2 separate regions of the Mus musculus genome follow, and region 1 is linked to region 2. Evidence: chromatin contacts called from public Hi-C data. All regions are on one chromosome and are shown on one strand. The core of a region is the stretch at or near the end of the contact, and the rest is flanking DNA. Distances in the headings are between cores, read along the strand shown. Region 1 holds the start of Rabl3 (RAB, member RAS oncogene family-like 3). Region 2 holds the start of Sec22a (SEC22 homolog A, vesicle trafficking protein).

Region 1 (3,107 bases), core at 313-2,812, 2.2 Mb after region 2:
GTATTCAATCTCTGGGCTTCTTAAAGCTCCTTAAATCAAGTTCTAAAACTGACAGCCCATACAGAACGTTTTCAACAACTTTATGAATTGGTTGTCGACATTTAAAAATCTTGGGTGCCTATAAATCCCAACTGCCTACTCCTCTTGCAGATTGGAAGTAAATGGCCAAAGTCAGACCATGTTCCTATATTAGCTAGTCTCTATGGCAGGTGACACTTAAGTAACTTCTCTGTCTGTGGAGGCTTCTTGGTGTGGTAGCTAGTGGTCTTCATTTATCTTCTTCTCTTCACAGTAATCAGGCATCTCATCTCCCAACGTCACCTTACCCAGTCCAGACCTAGATTCTAGTTGTAAAAACTTTTAAGGACCACTGTGCCCCTGGTGTGGAACTGGGAGAATCAAAAGTTCAAACCACTCTGCTTTTTTAGCAAAGTCATCCTCATATCCACCCTCAGTCCTCAAAGCTAAGCCCAAACCTTTCTCCTACTGTAGTTAGGCTTTGGGTAATGTTTCCTGGCCTTCTCAAATCCCCAACAGTGGCATCCAACACTCTCCCTCGCATTTCCTCAGAATTTGTACAGTTTCTACTTCGAAGGCCTCTTGTTCATTAATGCTAGCGCCTAGCATATTCTACTGAGATACCTGAACTTTCAATACATCCTCTGGGCACGTGTTCTTGTAGCATATCCATCCTGCCAGCTTCCACACAAATCACTTGTTTCACACCTGCATCCCAATAATGAGCGCTATAAGCCATCTTTTTTTTTTCTTTTTAAATTTAACTTGTAATTGCTTTAAGCAAGGAGCTACTACATTAAACTTGTGATTTTTGAAAAAACTATGCTGGATGAAAAGGGATTTAAAAAAAAAACACAAAGTGGGTGCAGGAAGCCCTTTTAGTTAGACTATTTTTAAATACTACTTCCCAAGTTCTAGAAGAACGTGGATCCTACAGAGCCTCTACAGTTTTCTGTTACTGTATTTTACGAACTCTCCATTCCTTCGTCCTACGACGGAGACAGCTCCGGACCGAGGTGCCCTCCACCAGCTGTGTTCAGACATGTCCAGACCCCGAGACCCCACAGTCCCTCAGACGCGCCCAGGGGCTTCCCGGGCCACACTCGACGCCGCCAAGCCCGTCCTACCCGAGGTCGCACATGGGCCGCTCCGGGGCAATGGTTCTTTAGAAGACTAAGAAGAGGACCAAAGCAAGAGGTGGCCGAGGAGAGGGGACTAGACAAGGAAGGGGACGGATAGAAGAAACCATGAAATGCCACGCCAGGTCAGAAACCGGGAACAAGGACGGGAGAATGAGGTTTACCCAAGTGGATGCTCGAACACTCCCACTACAGCCGCCCTCAGCACCTCAACTACCGGCTTCAGCCAGCCCACGCCACTTGCGAGACAAGGACGAACGCCTAATTCCTGCGACCGGTTTGGAAACCGCCCGCTAATCCGCACCCCGAAGCTTTCGATCAGTCACGCTCTGACCGACCAATGAGATGATTTGCCCTGCCCACAAGCCCTGCGCTGATTGGTGAGAATCCAGGAACGGGCGTCAACCTCAAGGAAATCGTGGCAAGATGGCGTCCCTGGATCGGGTGAAGGTTCTGGTGTTGGGAGACTCAGGTGAGCCGCTTAACCCACGTCTGGGACTACCAACACGCCCGAGCTTCCCGACACCGCTCTCTCTTCGCTGTTTACCCCCCCAGCTGCCTAGCGCTTAGGTCGACAGCTGAAATTCCTTTCAAGACCTTAAAACTACACTTCCCAGAGGACTTTGCTCCTTTTGTCGACGTGGTGGCGTGGCGGGAGGTGGGGGGCGCGGAGTCTATGGGTGGAAAAGGGACTAGTTCCACTCACTATCACTCCTAGTGACCCTCTAGGAAAATTTTTGCTTCCTGTCCCCACAACCCTAGGTTCTGCTGGCCTAGAAGTTTTGGTTCCAGAGAGGGGAGAGCTCCTACCAGGAGCCACAAAAAACATTCCAGTTCTTCCACTGCAAGCTTTGTTGCTGGGGAGTGGGTGTGGGGTAAGACATGGTCTCACTAAGTAGTCCTGACTAACGTAGAACTAGCTATGTATATCAGGCTAGTCTAAAACTCACTATATAAACAAGGCAGGCCTAAAATGAAGAGATACACCTGCCTCTGCCACTGTATTAGTCAGGGTCCTCTAGAGTCACAGAACTTATGGGTAGTTTCTTATAGTAAGGGAATTTGTTGATGACCTACGGTCTGTAGCCCAACTCCCCAACAATGGTCAGCAGCAGCTGTGAATGGAAGTCCAAGGATCTAGCAGTTGCTCAGTCCCACAAGGCAAGCAAACGAAGAAGAATCTTCCTCCTTCCAATGTCCTTAAGTAGGTCTCCAGCAGAAGGTGTAGCCCAGATTAAAGGTGTAGGCCTCCCTGCCTGGTGCTGGGACTTGCTTTGTCCCAGATGACCTTGAACTCAGAGATCTCCTTGTCTTAGTCTCCTGGGATTCATAGCCACTATGCCTCAAGATCCAGGTCAGAAACTTGAATCTCCCAGCCACGAGATCAGGATCACAGTGAGCCCTCCAATTCTGGATTGTAGTTCATTCCAGATATAGTCCAGCTGACAACCAAGAATAGCCACTACAGCCGCCGACCTTCTTTAAGACAAGCTCTCCCCTTGGCCTGGAGCCCCTAGGCTAAGGCTGTCAGGCCAACAAACATCAGGGATTGCCTCTCTCTGCCTCCCCAGCACTGACATTAGAGACGTGTGCCTCTTTGCCTGGCTGCTGTGTGTCAGTTCTGTGAACACAACTCGGGTTCTCATGCTTGTAGGGCAAGCACTGAGCCCCATGCGGTTCTTTTGTTTGTTTTTAAGTACACTTTGTATATGATCACAATAACAACATGGTATAATAGAGAAAGTCATATGGCTGGCAATAGTGCTCTAAGGTGATGTTGTTGTTTGGTTTTTTTTTTTTTATACTTTCTCAGTTTTTGGTAATAGAGTTTTTATAATAAAAAGTAAATATTAATGATAGGTCTATATATAACATTGCACAACAAAGAGATTTCCCAAGTGTTTGATACAATTAACAACAGCCAGGTAAATGAATGAGTGACTCCACACC
Region 2 (3,239 bases), core at 387-2,886:
GGGAATTGGAGACACAAAGAGTTCCCAGAAGCTCTGAGGACAGATCACCTGGTATATTGCAGTGAACAAGAGACCCTGTCTCAAACAAGGTGGGAAGGCAAGAACCAATACCTTAGGTTATCCTTTGACCTGCATACCTATGCTGTGGCACACATATGCTTCACCCCTACTGGTCAGTGTTCATAGTGCTACAAGTTGCTATGCAAGTGACTGGAGAAAGGCAGCCATCCATTTCACCCAACTACGAACCCTGCAAGCTCTAATAATGACCTGCCTACAGTGCCCAGAGGTACAATATGACAGAATATTATAGGAGTTACCTATCTTTTTTTTTTAATTGAATTTAAGATCCACTTCATACACCTCATTTGAACCTTCCGGGAACCGGTAAGGTTGGGTATTTGTTTCACTTTGCTTTGGAAGAAACACAGGTTCCAAAAGCTTAAGTCATTTGTTCAACCCCTAGTAAGTAATAAGTTGTTACTAACTCTAATAACTCTATAAGACACTGCCTCTAAACATACCCAGGCTTCGTTACTACATGGAGAGGAAGGTGGCAAGTATCTCTTTGCTAGTGTCTTTTCATACACCAAACTAAAATATACTTAAACTTTACCCAGTCTCTAAAAATCAAGTACTAAACTGATGTGATCTTCTTAAGTGGAAACGGCCGATCCTTTAGTAACTTTTGGTTACGGGTGTCAGGTTCAGCTCTCAAGTCTTCCTTTACACACTAGAAGTTCTAAGTATTGTTTAAGAAACCGACTTCTCACGGTACTGGCAAACGAGTGGGTACCAGTAACATGGAATGTGATTCCGTTTTTTAAAAAAATGGTGGTTGTACTAATCCGCTGGGATTCTATCACGTGTAGCCTGGCGGGACACCCAGGCTCTGCCCAGGGTTAAGCACAGGAGGGGCGGGTTCTGAAGAGTTCCACCTGCCCCCAGGTGATGGTGATCCCGGAAGCTAAGCAGCAGGAGACTCCCCACTTGTGGAGCCAATTTCTCAGGTCTCTTTTCTGCCACAGAGAGTCGCAAAGCACCTTTAAAACAGGGCCTCACGGGATTTCCCAGAGCCAACGAGTAAGATGTCCAACTGCAACGCCCATTCAGACTTCACAAATCACAGGGTACAAGCTACCCCGCCCAAAAGAAAGTAGGAATGCCACCTCAAGCTCTCTCGGGCCACCTACCAGCCCGAGTGAGTCGGTGTGCTGCTGACATCGGGAGCCAGGGAGTCAACACTACGGCTCGCTGGCAGCCCGGGACGGCCGTCCCTCCCCGTCAGCAGCCCCTACTCCAGCCGCCCATCCTAGGACAGGCCTGCTAAACAGCAACCGCCGCCCGCGAGGCTCGCAGCCCTAGGTCGCAGGGACTCGGACCCTGCACGCCCGTCCTCCTAAGCTCTGAGGCCACCGCCACCAAGCTCCGGCTCGGACAACTACCGGTCAAGCCGAGGTGGAACTCCGAGAGAGCGGCGCGAGCAGCCGGCCAGAGCTCCGGGAGACCCAGAGGAAGCTGAAAAGAGGGGCCGGGCCATACCTGTCGCTCCGGGACCCGCGGCTCGGAGTGACGTGCCACGCAGTGCATTGTGGGGCCGGGAGTGGCCTTCCAGCGGGGATGCCCGCGTCCAACGTGGCTGGCGCCGGCGGAGCTCGCACGGGCCTATCGGACGCCGTGGGAAGCATCCAAAGACCCGCCCCTTTCCGAGGCCCGCCCTATCCCCGCCTCCTCCGGCGGAGATTGGCAGGTTTTCCTGCACCTGCGCCAGGAGATTGCCTTCTCTTCTAAGAAGAGAATTATGCTGTCCTTCGGAAATAAGGCTAATCTCCTTCACCTGCTGCTTTGTGTCGGGAAGCAGTTTGTCTCTCGTGCGCCACTCGGGACAGAGGAAAAGCTCTCTCTGGTGAACAGGGAAAGGATCTTCTTCCATCAGGCACTACACAAAGAAACTTAGCAAAACAGAGAGAAAAGCCTCAGTAGCTCCTCCCAGCCTTCACGAGGTTAAGTATTATTAAACAAGGATATGCTGAATGTCAATTAAATGGTCGGCAGCATCTTAAGCATGTTTTACAGGAATGTCCACAGCACTCCTTTTAAGGTGTAATAGGAATAAAAGGCATTAAGGTAAATTGTTACAGAAATGTACATTTGACTGGTACTGTGAAGAAAAACTAATAGGTACATTGATGAATGAGTTGTGGACTGTCGGGGAAGAGCTCCATGATTACGTACCTTTTAAGGTCAAGGTATATTAAGGGACCCTTAAAAATGTTCTAGACCCTGGAAACATGATTTGTGAGCATTTAACTGTACTAGGAAGTCGTGATGGTTGGTTTCTGTCAACTCGACAGAAACCTTCACATAGCTAGAAGAAGGAATCTTGATAAACCCTCTGTAAAATTAGCCTAGTGGGCAAGTGTGTAGGATATTGCCTTGATTGACGATGATACAGGAGAGCCCCGCCCAATGTGGGCGGTCTTCACCCCAGTGCAGGTAGTTCTATGTTGTACCAGAAAGTAGGCTGAGCAAGCAATGGGGAGCAAGCTAGTAAGCAGCACTCCTCCATGACTTCTGCCTCACTTCCTGTCCAGATCCCTGCCTTGAGCTCCTGCCCTCACTTCTTTTCGTAGATGAAATAAATCCTTTCCACACCCAGTTGCCTTTGGTCACTATGGTTAATTTCATCAATAAAAAGCCTAAAGCAGAAAGTATGTAGGGGCAAGAAGTTTAGGCTGAGATGAGGCAAGGTCTAACTCTCTTTGGCTACTTTATACAGTTCAGACTTCAGCAACACACCCTAAGATCAATTCACAGAGCTAATAAAGATTCTTAAGTAGGATCTGATTTACATATTTTAAAGCTCATTTTGCTGTTTATGGAGATGGATGGATAGGGAGCAAGAAGGGTTACTGATGGGCCAGTTTGGAGGCAGTTGTATTGGTCAAGGCCACAAATGATGGTGGCTTAAACAAAGATAATGGCAGTAGAGGCAGAAAGAGATGGACAATTTCAAGATATTAATAAATCATAGGTGGAGTTCATGGGTCTTAATGGACTGATTTTCTGGAGCAGGTCAAAATAAAGGAGACTATTAAACATGGTGCCTTAGGTAACTAGATGGGTTAAGAAGCCATTAGGATTCTCAAAGTGTAGCAAACATGTGGGCTATGTTAAATTTGAAGACCTATAAATGGGAATGTCAAGAGGCAGTTGGGGATAAGTATGCCTAGGGCTCA

Evidence for each region. Hi-C and Micro-C count contacts between places; a contact is called where the count stands out from the background.
Region 1: a contact with region 2 is called in a Hi-C map of CD8 T cells, with 4 times the contacts expected there. The contact joins the promoter of Rabl3 here to the promoter of Sec22a in region 2. A contact is called at or near these places in 2 of 39 promoter capture datasets (liver and pre-B cells), 1 of 484 Hi-C or Micro-C datasets (CD8 T cells) and 2 of 9 other capture datasets (adipose tissue and liver).

Annotation. Positions count from the first base shown.
Region 1 is chr16:37,538,332-37,541,438 of GRCm38.p6, forward strand. Rabl3 (RAB, member RAS oncogene family-like 3) reads left to right here and starts at 1,563. Exons shown (of 8, transcript NM_001042499.1): 1 at 1,563-1,629. The coding sequence starts at 1,584. It overlaps Gtf2e1 (general transcription factor II E, polypeptide 1 (alpha subunit)), which reads right to left and starts at 1,458. Exons shown (of 5, transcript NM_028812.4): 1 at 1,322-1,458.
Region 2 is chr16:35,362,282-35,365,520 of GRCm38.p6, forward strand. Sec22a (SEC22 homolog A, vesicle trafficking protein) reads right to left here and starts at 1,637. Exons shown (of 7, transcript NM_133704.4): 1 at 1,543-1,637.